Linked DNA regions of Sus scrofa: region 1 is linked to region 2. The links are chromatin contacts, called in public Hi-C maps. All regions are on one chromosome and are shown on one strand. The core of a region is the stretch at or near the end of the contact, and the rest is flanking DNA. Distances in the headings are between cores, read along the strand shown. Region 1 has its middle 34 kb from the start of NDFIP2. Region 2 overlaps NDFIP2 (NEDD4 family-interacting protein 2).

Region 1 (6,187 bases), core at 1,690-4,189, 85 kb after region 2:
CGATTCGACCCCTAGCCTGGGAACCTCCATATGCCGCAGGAGCGGCCCAAGAAATGGCAAAAAGACAAAAAAAAAAAAAAAAAAAAAAAAAAAAAGAAGCAGTGCTTACACAGAGTAGACACATATGGGCCGATACAATCCTCTGGTTATCTCAGAGGAGTAATAGAAAGCATTAGGCTCAAGAGGCAAAGATGAGGAGTTCCCGTCATGGCACAGCAGAAACAAATCTGACTAGGAACCATGAGGTTGTGGGTTCGATTCCTGGCCTCACTCAGTGGGTTAAGGATCTGGCATTGCTAGGAGCTGTGGTGTAGGTTTCAGACGTGGTTCTGATCCTGCATTGCTGTGGCTGTGGCATAGGCTGGCAGCTGTAGCTCCGACTGGACCCCTAGCCTGGGAAACTCCATATGCTGCAGGTGGGGCCCTAAAAAGCAAAAAAACCAACCAACCAAACAAACAAAAAACCCCAACACATTGCAAAGAATGGGCCAATAATCTACATGAGATGAAAGTTTCCTACCTTGGGTAAGTTCCATGTCAGTGACATGTTCGCTATGCCTATGGGGAGAATGCACATAGGAAGAACTCAGAAAAGGCAGTGTTTGAGATGAATCTCGGAGATGAATAGATATTGCAAGTGGCTAAGGCAGAGTAAGCAAGGCAAAGTAATGTGAACAGAACTTGCATGGGTATCAGTGATGCTTGAGTGGCTGTGAGGATGGATTCAGAGCAGGAGTAATATAAAGATTATATAACATTCAGAAGATATAAGAAGATTATGCTACACATTTCTAAAATGGTTGATCCCAAGGAGGTTTTTATTTATTTATTTATTTATTTATTTATTGTCGTTTGTCCTTCTAGGGCTGTACCTGTGGCATATGGAAGTTCCCAGGTCAGGAGTCTAATTGGAGCAGTTGCTGCCAGCCTACACCACAGCCACAGCAACACCAGATCTGAGCCGCATCTGCAATCTACACCACAGCTCATGGCAATGCCAGATCCTTAAACCACTGAGTGAGGCTAGGGGTCGAACCCACAACCTCATGGTTCCTAGTCGGATTCGTTTCTGCTGTGCCATGATGGGAACCCCCCAAGGAGGTTTTTTAATTGGATCATTAAAGAATGCTACATGTCCTTCTGGTTTCATGGAGTAACTTGAAAAGATCAACACATCCTAAATTCATCTCTCCAAATCCCCCACACACCATTTATTACTTGAGGTAGAGGAGTGTGTCTGTGTGTTTAAACAATGGGGAGGGGATACAGGAGAAAAGGACCTTGTCTGAGGGGCTGCAATGAAAGTTAGTATAGCATGACTCTGGGGATCAAAGCAGGTAATAGGAAGCTATGGCAATAGAAGTTAAGGCCAGATGACTAAAGAAAGAAAAAGAAAAGAAAATGTGCCAAGTTTCAAAAATGTTAGAAAGAGAGTTATAGGACTTAAAGGCAGAATATGGTACCAAAAATATGAATCTCAGGATAATAATAACAAGTGCGACCATTTGGGATTAAATAGGAGCAAAGGGAGAGAAACAGAAGACGAGGAAAGTAGGTCCCTAAGTGTGAAGCACCAGATGAGCATCACATGAAAATCTGTTAGAAATGCAGACTCCCCGGCCCTGCCTCAAGCTGGAAACTCTGATTGGGATCCAGCAATCTGTATTTTAACAAGCCCACCAGGTGATTCTGGCACAACTGAAGTTTCAGAACCACTTCCCTAGAATATCAGCTAGGGTTTGCAGCTTGCTTTAATGGGAGTAAGGAACCCATCTAACTCCTAGGGCCAGTTTCTGTCTTGATTGTTATGTGTTAAAAGGTTGGGGGTTTTTTTTGTTTTTTTAATTAAAAAAGCTACCTCAACTTTTTGTGCTGTGTTTAGAGTTTAGGGGTCAGTCAGAAATCATTTGGATAAAAAGATATGCTGCAGAGAAGAATGTCATTTTTTTTTCTAACATCTGAGCCTTACAATGAACTTTTATAGCTCTGAAAACAAAAGACCTAAAAAGAGAAAACTTAGTGAACTTGCTGCTGATTCATTTGTACCAACTGATTAAATTTATGAACCATCATCAGTTTGCACTCTAGCTATTATACCATGATTTAGGCAATTATTTACAGCAATGCTTCACAAAACTTTAACACTTACTCAAGCACAAAGGTTCCCATTGTGTATTTCATAATAGATAAAATTAGGTTCCATAGTACATCCTCTTCTTTTCGGGGACAAGAGCTTAGAGAACAGAAAGTACAACGTAAAACAAAATGTAATCTGTTTTAGGACATTTATTCCTATCCTAGTAGATCCAATGAGCAAAAGGCAATTTCCTTGATGAAAAAATAAATGGTTTTCTTCTGAAAGGGTTTATGAGTCAGGGTCCAGTCAGAAGACAGAGACTATATCAGCTCTGGGAACAGGAAAAGTTCAATATAAAGAATTGAGATACTAGAAGGTGGTCAACTACCAAAACTAGTAAAAGGAGTCCAGAAATGTCAGGGGTGAAAAAACAGCCACGATCTGTAGGCTGTGGAAACAGACAATAAAGGAACTCAGTGCCAAGAGAAGGTTTCCCCAGCCCCTGGCTAAGATCTGGACCTCTCAGAGAAGCAGCCACTACCATAGTAACACTCGGCCTGCTGGGAGCCCAAGAGATTGACGAGTATAGACTGGCACTGGTCTGTGGAAAAAGCCCATACTGCTGGAGGTTGTGAGTGGGCTGGAAGTGATACACCATTGCCAGAAGGTGTAGGCAGGCCAGAACTGCTCAGGCATCTGGGAGGGAGATCAAAGCCTCAGGGTATACGTGACTGGAGCTCCTCCGTACATAAGCTGCTAATCTCCTGCTCTTAATAATCACGTGTGTCTAAGGACTGGAATCTCGAAGGGAAGTGTCTTACTGGGGCTATTGCCTAGAGGGTCACACCAGTGCCCCCTACTGGCAAAGTCTAATATTCCCTTAATGTGTGAAGGAGAAATACTGAGAGGTCAGCTGCAGTATCACAAAGCAGGGCAAAGAATGATGGATTTGGAGTTGAGAGACAGTAAACTGAAAATTGTAAAGTCCATCATTTGGCTACTCAGCTACCATGTACGCTTTTCTATGCACATTTAGACTTCCAGTCAGCAACAAAACAACTCAAGTTTTCCACCGACCAAGATGCCGCTATCCTTCACGTACATTAAGAAATCTCAAGCTTTTTCCAAAATGCGGAGACACACAGTTCCAAGAGTTATCGTAATTCTTGTATTGCAATACAATCATATCCCATTGAATATTCAGTTATACAAAGGCTAAATTGTAATTTATTTATTTATTTATTTATTTATTTATTTATTTTTTTTTTTTTTTGCTTTTTAGGGCCATACCCGTGGCACATGGAGGCTCCCAGGCTAGGGGTTGAATTGGAGCTGTAGCTGCCAGCCTACACCACAGCCACAGCAACGTAGGATCTGAGCTGCGTCTGTGACTTATACCATAGCTCACTGCAACGCCAGATCTTTGACCCACTGAGCGAGGCCAAGGATCGAACCCATAGCCTTATGATTCCTAGTCAAATTCATTTCTGCTGCACCATGATAGGAACCCCTAAATTATAAATTTTAACCTTTAAAACATGTATATAAAATAATAACAGAGAGAAGACAATTACTATTACAAAGAAATAAATGCATTCACAGAGCAAGCAAATAGAAAATATGCAAAGCTACTAAAGCCCTTGCTTCCACAGTTGGCCATGAGGCTGTGGCTGGCATCTACAATTTCTTTCTTCTACTATCCTTTCCATATTTCACTTGCTCTCAGGAAAAATATCAGCATACTGGGATTCTTTACCTGGTGGAATGATCCAAAACTTAATTCCCGAAGAGTCTGTATTCTGAATATTTATTTATTTATTTACTTTTGGTTGTTGAGTTTTCCATTAACCTTAGAACATGGAAGTCCTAAGAGGTAGCTCAGAGAATTTCCTGGGTTCCAGACATAGAACTTTTCACCTTTATGTTTGATAGCAACCCAATTTCCCCTTGGTACTTGGGATCAGTTATACCAGCCAGTAAAGTTACTTTCGTTTTCTTCCTATTGATTTAGTGGCATATGAGCTGCAAATGACAAGGTGACAATCTTATCTTCCATTTCAATAGAACTATTATTTTGTCTTCTGATAGAAGCGTTCCCTCCTGGGAACTAAGACCTCCAAACCAGCAGAGCTCAAAACTGCTGGGGCAGGAAGCAAAGATTCTGTAAGTGAGTCGTTATGCATAGTAGTAAAAAAGCTGCTCCTACTTCCACCCCCTTGACTCTGACTATCATGTGTTGGGGGGAAAGTACCACACAAACCTCTGATTCAAAGTATATAACGTGTTCTGTAAGACAGACCCCGTATCTTTAGGGTAGCTTTTTCCCCCAAACCTGGAAGTGTATTCAAGTTTTTTGTAAGGCATTTACTAGTCAATTAGGCCAACTGCTTCTAGGTCTCCAGCTTCATACATTGTCGCGAGCCATGTTTCTACAGCATTTTCTTAGCCTCTTTGCTGAAAACTCCATCTTGTCCTGCTTTACTTTACCCCATCTTCCTGCTTGAAAAACAGTCGCAGTGCTGGTAAATGACTTAAGCTTAAGAACAAAGACCTAAAGGCTTAAGTTATTCATATGATCAGCTGAATGAGGACATAATGCCTTGGTCTAGGCACGCAGGACCTGTGCAGATTGGCACGCCGTTTGCACAGCATGATACGTCCTCTAAAAAATAAGAGAAAGAGGAGACTTGTGGCCCCAAAGGGTTTATGAGGGGTCGTTGGTAGGATGTGCATTAGCAAGGAGAACTGAGGTGCAAACCTAGGCACACCGTCTGCAGAAGCACAATAGTGATTCTCTAGAATGCTATGCATAGATAGCTGATGCCAAGCTTCCTCAAATGCTGATGATTGTTAAATGCCTCAAGGTCAGAATAAAAGCTTAATCAGCAACCAGCTATGTGACTTTTAAAATAACTTTAAAAAACCTATATCCTGCACCTACTACCCCCTCCTCACTTGACATAATCCTCAAGAGCACAACAAAAGCAGTGTGGTTTCTTGAGGCCACGCTCTTGGTCCCCGAGACCTTGAGTCCCCGGTTCCCACCTTTACTTAGGATAAATGTCTCTGTGTCTTGTTTTATGTTAACTTTTTTCCTTAAGTTTCACAGCACCTGTTCTTCAGCCCCATCCTGCTGAGCTGGTCTCGGCAATATGTTTTTCTGAGAGGACTTACATGTTTGTTTTTAGAGCAGATAGTGAAAATGGCTTAGAGCAAGTGTGGCTTGAACCACAGTGGACACGAACCTGACAAAAGGATCATGATGTACTTATGAACCACTTGGGGAAATATGGGTTGAACGGATGGCTTGGACTAGAAAATAGTTGAACACCCATTCACTAAAGATTCACAGGTCAATGTCACCCAAAAGAAACATGTCTAGTGTATTAATGCAGAAGAGAATCACTGGCCCACTAATGTGTCACAATCTGATAAATGTTGAGAGCATATGCCTCAGATCTTTGATGATGTAAAATTGGAAGGGATAGAGAATAAATTGAATGAGTTAGGATATCAAAATATTTAGATCGTAAATCTGGGACTTAATTTAACCAGATTAAATTTATTTTTATTTATTTATCTGTCTGTCTGTTTATTTATTTTATTTTATTTTTACAGCCATACCTGCAGCACATGGAAGTACCTGCACTAGGGGTTGAATTGGAGCTGCAGCTGGGATCTACGCCACAGCCACAGCAACCCTAGATCTGAGCTGCATCTACTTCCTATGCCACAGCTTGCAGCAACGCTGGATCCTTAACCCACTGAGCTAGGTCAGGGATCCAACCTGCAACCTCACGGTCATTATGTTGGGTTCTTAATTGGTTGAGGCACAACAGGAACTCCTAACCAGATTAAATTTAACATAAAATCAATACAAATACTAATAAGGTCTGATGGAGTGATACAAGTTGATACTAAAGATCACTAGAAAAACAAACAGGCACGAATAGCCAGGAAAACACTGAAAAAGGAAACACTACCAGGGAATAACCCTACCTGATATTAAACCATAGTATACACAAATCCTCCAAAATTAAAACTGTAGGGTGCTGACTGGTGCAAGAACAGACCAACAGGCCAGTAGAATCTAATAAAATAGCCATAGTT
Region 2 (6,511 bases), core at 1,821-4,320:
ACCAAATCCTATAATCTAGTCTGAACAGAGACAGGGTCTGATAAGACTACTGAAGCCCTGGGAAGTAATAAAATAAGCTTAAAAATAACAAGAAACACATAAAACTCGGTTTTAATAGTGCTGTAATAGGTAATTTTTTAATCAATTTGATAATGTAGGTGCATAACTGACATGTCTGAAGCACTTAAGAAAAGCTGACAAAATATGTGATTTCTACTGAAAAATTCAGGACTTAACTCATTCAATTAGAAATTGATGTTTAAATAAATAAGACTTTTAGAAAGTATATATATTATTAATTGTACAGCAGAATTTAAATGCGTGGGTAACTTTTAAAAAGTTATTAATTAACATAGCCACTTCCCTAGCCTTAATCTAATGAAACTTTGTAAAACTTTCTACCTTTGTAAAAAGGAGCCAAAAGGGGCTTTCAAGTGGCAAAGAAAAAGAGCTGGGGGAAGATTATGCTTACAATACCACTCCTGTGCAATGGTTACAGAAAATTATCTGGGGACTAGAGAAGTTGTTGAGATGGGAGAAAGAAAAGGACGTCCAGTTATTTCCCTCTATACCACCTTGTAAATGATATGAGGTAGATAGAGGGTGATTTCCAGGAACCACAGGAAATGAAAAGAAAGGCATAGAATGGAATTCCCAGTGTGGCTCAGCGGTTAGCGAAACCGAATAGTATCCATGAGGAGTTGGATTCGATCCCTGGCCTCACTCAGTGGGTTAAGGATCCGGCCTTGCGGTGAGCTGTGGTGTAAGTTGAAAATGCGGCTCGGATCTGGCATTGCTGTGGCTGTGGTGTAGGCCAACAGCTACAGCTCTGACTCGACCCCTAGCCTGGGAACCTCCATATGCCTCAGGTGCGGCCCTAAAAAAGACCAAAAATAAGTAAATAAATAAATAAATAAAAACTTAAGTTACAACACTAATACAAAAAAAAAGATAAGATTCAAACTCAAATTTTTCTGATTTCAAAGTTCTTTCAACATACAAGCTCTCATATAATACAGTCATAAAATGTTCACACCAGAGATCCTTATAATAATTAAGTATAGAAGTTAATAAATCTTAACATAACTGAACTCACATACATAAAATGAACATTTATGAGCCACCTGGGAAATTTCATGTATTTTAATTTTTAGAGACAAAAGTGACAGGGGCTATCAAGACACTCACCCTGACAATAAGAATCCACTTGATCAATGAAAGGCCAAATCCACAGATGGCACCATACCTTCCAGCTATGGTATTGGTGATACAGAAAGATAAACAAAATCCAAGCCAGTTGAAAATAAATGCCACTGAAAGCAAGAGAAATAATTCTTTTAAAGACCACACTTTGGAAACAAATTAACAAGAAACATACACAATATACTTCACTGATCAATAGAAACAGCAGTTCCCTTCAACTCTATACCAATTAAGTCTTCTTTATAGACTATAGTTTACCCTTTGCAAACGTATTCATTATTCAAAGCATTTTTTTATTTTAATGATTTTTATTTTTTCCATTATAGCTGGTTTACAGTGTATAAAGTATTTTAACAAATGGGTAACCTTGGTTTCTTGTCAGTTTGGTGAACAGGAATCAATTCCTTAAAGGTTATCACTAAAAGTTGAAACCATACTTTTATTTATTTATTTATTTATTTATTTATTTATTTATTAAAGATGAACTGAATAAATGACTGCTCCAGAGCAGGTACTGTTCACCGTCCCCACCTCTTACCTAACAAAACCTGTTGTTCCCTTTCGTAGGAACCAACCCACTTCTACAGCCTTTATTTCAGGGAAGGATGGACCCCATACTAAGCCCCCATAGGTCAGGCTGAGTCTTTTGGGAAAACTACAGGAGGCCAAAACTCCCTGCCAGTGATTTTTTTTTTAATTGGACTTCTGAAAAACATTCTTAAAAATACAGCAAGGAGGACAATGTAGTTTAAATAAGTGGCTCTAAATTGATCATTGTTGAAGCTGGGTAATGAATATACAGGAGTTTATTATATTCTAGGTAATGAATATACAGGAGTTGGGTAATGAATATACAGGAGTTTATTATATTCTAGTCTAGTTTGAGAGTTTCAAAAGTAAAAGTTTTTTAAAAAGAAAAGGAAAGGCCCTTCATCTTCCACTGATGTCATGTTTAAGAGATATACCTGGAACTGCCGCAAGGATCTTACTATCAGCCTGAGGAGTAAACCATCATTCCAAGGGGAGAGAAGAAAAGCAGGGAAAAGCAGAGCCACAGCACTGATAAATGGTCTGTACCTGAGGGCTGCTCATCCAGGGATTTCTTGGTTTGTGAGATAATCCCCTAACTATTTAAAATAGTTGAGTAAAGGTCTATTACTGGTAGCAGAAACCATTCTGACACAGGTCCTTGAAATATAATCAAAATGCCCTCTTTATGTCCAAGATATCAACATTACCAAAATAAAAATAGTAGAGTTCCTGTCGTGGCACAGTGAAAACGAATCCGACTAGGAACCATGAGGTTTCGGGTTCAATCCCTGGCCTTGCTCGGTGGGTTAAGGATCTGGCGTTGCTGTGAGCTGTAGTGTAGGTCGCAGACACAGCTCGGATCCCGAGTTGCTGTGGCCATGGTGTAGGCCAGCAGTTGCTGCTCCACTTTGACCCCTAGCCTGGGAACCTCCATATGCCATGGGTGTGGCCCTAAAAAGCAAAGTAATAATGATAATAATAATAATGACAGTAGTAATAATAAATCTAAAGATCAATTTGAGCATAAGTGTGGTCTTGTTCAGTGTCCATGTTCTTACCCTGAGTATCTCCAACCAACCCTCAGGGAGAATAGAGCAAATTACCTATAGAAATTATGATCTTTCAGGATTCTGAAGACAAAAAGGAAACATTTTAGGATATGTTGAAACAGAATGGCTATTTCTTTGAAGCAATGTCCCTACTCCTATAATTTCCTCCTTCCTAATACTTGCTAATCACAGCTTTTTTCCTCATTTATGGAAGCTGTACTGCATGCTGCAATAGTGAGAGAAATGGACTGTAAAAGAGGGGAGCCGTGTCTGAGTCATGCTGTACTCATTCACTCTGTATATGACCTTGGACTCACTGCTGATTTCCCTAAGCCACAGTTCTCTGATCTGTAAGCTGCTACTTCACAAGACTGATAAGAGGATTAAGTGAGAATGTAAAGAGCTTAGCACAGTACAGAACCTGGCAGTAGTGACTGCTGAAAAATGTTAGCCACACTCACTACCCATACAAAATGCTCTCTTCACATTACAAAGTAGGTCTTCTCCTTCCCGCAAAGAAAATTCAGAAGACACTACTGTAAACAAAGCTTGTTTACACTGCTTTTTAGCTACCACAACACTGAACAGCAGAGACAGACTATTTCCATCACTGCAGAATAATCAATTGCACATAGCTGCTCTGTATCTCATTGGCTAATATCTGTGTTCGCCGTGGGGAAAGCACGGAACAAGAAATAGCTTTATATCTATTTACAGTAAAGAATTTACATGAACAAATAGCACTAGAGACTCCCAACTGGTTGCCACCTACGTGTTGGTGGCAAGCTGAGCTATTTCTCTCCTCTGCCTTCAGGGCAGGCAGATGAGGTTTGCAGCACAGGACAGCGCAGTCCTAAGCACCTTACTTCTTCATCCCCGGGTGCTATCGACACCGTAGCATTCTGTAAGCATGCCATGATGTTAAAAGAGAGGAAGCACCAATGGAGAAAACCCCAAACAGCAAAAGTATGCTTTCACCTTTGAGTATGTATATGTTTATCTTTGGGGAAAAAAATAATTTAAACACTGTCCAATGTCTTCAAAATCAGACTTACCAACATCTATTATACATATCATTGTACCCCAAAGAGGAAAAAGATCCCAAAGAACGGAAAACGTACTTAATGAACCACCATGTTTTCTTCACGTTGTCTGCTAGCAGCATGAATGTCTAAATTGTGCTCATGTGCTATAACTTGCTATAGATTAAACCGTGTTCCCTTCCAAATTCAAAGGCTAAATAGCAGTGCGATGGTATTTAGAGAGGGACCTTTAGGGAAGGAATTACAATGAAATGAGGTTATAAGGGTGAAGCCCTAATACAACAGGATTGGTGTCCTTATAGGAAGAGGCAGAGACACCAGAGAGCTCTCTCTCTCTGCACACAGGCAGAGAGGCCATGCGAGGACACAGCAAGAAGACCGCCATCTGCAAACCAGGAGGGGACCCCACCAGAGACCAACTTTTCTGGCACCTTGATCTCCTAGCCTCCAGAACTGTGGGAAAATAAATTCTCATTATTTAAGTCACCCAGTCTGTGGCTCATATATAAGCAGATAAGGCATGTATGAGGCCTTTTGCATAACACTTCAAGGATTAAGAGAAGCAAAACATTATCGGAGGACACATATATTTCTTTCTTTACATTTTCTGAACATGAACAATTATCTTACCAAATTTAAGTGTAAACTTTTTTTAGGATTACTTGCAGTAAGAGACTGAATTGTAGACATAGAAAACAGAGGAGAGAATTAAACCAAGAAAATTTTTTTGGTGTATTTTTGGTCTTTTTAGGGCTGCACCCACAGAATATGGAAGTTCCCAGGCTAGGGGTCCAATCAGATCTGTAGCTGTCAGCCTACACCACAGTCACAGCTACATGGGATCCGAATGGCGTCTGCAACCTACACCACAGCTCATGGCAATGCCAGATCCTTAACCCACTGATTGGGGCCAGGGATCGAACCCATATCCTTATGTATTCTAGTCAGGTTCGTTACCACTGAGCAACAACAGGAACTCCAAACCAAGAAAAGCCTTTAATTAAAACATTCTTACTGACATTCAAGGCAGTTTTTTTGCATATATTATATAACCTGAAATGCTTAAATTATAAATCACTTTAAACAGAATTTATTTCTGGAATTTAGAAATAGACAACAGAACAGATTCTAGACAATAGCTACTCTATTGTTTAAGAGGCATAGAAAATATAGCAAGTTGCAATTTGTAGAACAGCCACTAGATGGTAGTGACTACAAAAAAGCTATGCTTAGCAACACAATTAAACAGGCCCTGGCATACAGCCTACCCCCAAAAAACATCAGGAAATGAAGGTAAAAAATAAGTCATACTTTACTCTTATAATATTAGTAGAATATGTTTAGAACAGGAAGCATAAAGATGTAAGGTGTAGAAACAATTTAGTAAAAATGAAATGAAAGGCAGATAATTTACATTAATGTATCAAATAGATTTATTTATATTCACATTGGCTAATATACCACCATTGACCAAAAATAAGGTAAACCAAGTGCCTAGGTTACTGTGGATTTACAACAATGGTATATCAGTGAAATGTTTTCATACCTAAAAAATAAAAATTGAGAAGATAGCATGTTTACGCAAAATACAGAAATGAGATAATAACTAAGCTCTGAGTTGAATAATTAGATGGTGTTAAATAACATGCTTTTATAACTAAGAAACAGGTATTTATACTACAAATAACTACAATAAAAATAAATTTTTTTTTCTTTTTAGGGCAACACCTGTGGCTTATGGCAGTTCCCAAGCTAAGGGTGGACTATGCCACAGCAACAGCAACATCAGTCTGCGACCGAGAGAAACATAGGTCTGAGACCGATGCCACAGCTCACCACTATGCCGATCCTGAATCCACTGGGCAAAGCCAGGGATCAAACCCACATCCTCATGGATATTAGGTGGGTTCATGAGCCACAAAAGGAACTCCTTAAATTATTTCTTTTCCAATTAAAATGTGTTACAAGACATAGCCATGAAAGGAATTAATGTTTATGCTACTCTTTTTGTTTAAAAAAAAAGTGGGAAGCCTTATTACCATACAGCATTATCAGTTCAACTAAAACTAAGGAAAAAAATTAAGGTTCACTAGACTAATAGTATAAAACAGAATTATTTGTAGCCAAAGTGTTCATTTTATTTTCATCCTATTTCACATCACATCTAACTATAAATTGTAACTAAAACCACAAGATATAAATATTGCATATATGTTAATTAGCTAGTTGCCAACTTGAATATAATTCAGTAACTCTAAAGAGAAAAAATATAACTGCCTGCCTATCCACTCACACAATTCTAAGTGGTTATCTACTTCTATTTTCAGCAAATGAAATGAAAGCCAGAACGGAAGAAAGAAACCATTTCAAAATAGAGGAGAAGTTCCCATCTTGGTGCAGTGGAAACAAATCTGACTAGGAACCATGAAGTTGTAGGTTCGATCCTGGGTCTCGCTTAGTGGGTTAAGGATCCAGCATTGCTGTGGCTGTGGTGTAGGCGGCAGCTGCAGCTCTGATTTGACCCCTACCTGGGAACCTCCACATGCCAAGGTGTGGCCCTAAAAAGTTAAAAAAAAAAAAAAGAGGAAAAGGAATTTTCAGACTCAAAAGTTATCCAACCTCAGAAAGTATCTACTTTCAATATTTCCTCCTCTTTTTTTTTTTTTTTTTTTTTTTTTTTTGTCT

The links. Hi-C and Micro-C count contacts between places; a contact is called where the count stands out from the background.
Region 1: a contact with region 2 is called in a Hi-C map of alveolar macrophages, with 4 times the contacts expected there. The contact joins two enhancer-like sites. A contact is called at or near these places in 1 of 5 promoter capture datasets (liver), 26 of 47 Hi-C or Micro-C datasets (adipose tissue, alveolar macrophages, blood and 11 more) and 2 of 2 datasets of contacts at active chromatin or transcription factors (alveolar macrophages and skeletal muscle).

Annotation. Positions count from the first base shown.
Region 1 is chr11:51,456,678-51,462,864 of Sscrofa11.1, reverse strand. No RefSeq gene overlaps it. Among named protein-coding and RNA genes, the nearest start is that of NDFIP2, 34 kb to the left of the region's middle. Within about 2 kb of position 2,939, at least 17 of the 83 cell types and tissues checked have an H3K27ac peak or open chromatin away from gene starts, as enhancers often do. A contact at or near this core is called in alveolar macrophages, where this site is marked.
Region 2 is chr11:51,541,875-51,548,385 of Sscrofa11.1, reverse strand. It overlaps NDFIP2 (NEDD4 family-interacting protein 2), which reads right to left. Exons shown (of 8, transcript XM_001926577.5): 5 at 1,189-1,313. Among named protein-coding and RNA genes, the nearest start is that of NDFIP2, 51 kb to the right of the region's middle. Within about 2 kb of position 3,070, at least 15 of the 83 cell types and tissues checked have an H3K27ac peak or open chromatin away from gene starts, as enhancers often do. A contact at or near this core is called in alveolar macrophages, where this site is marked.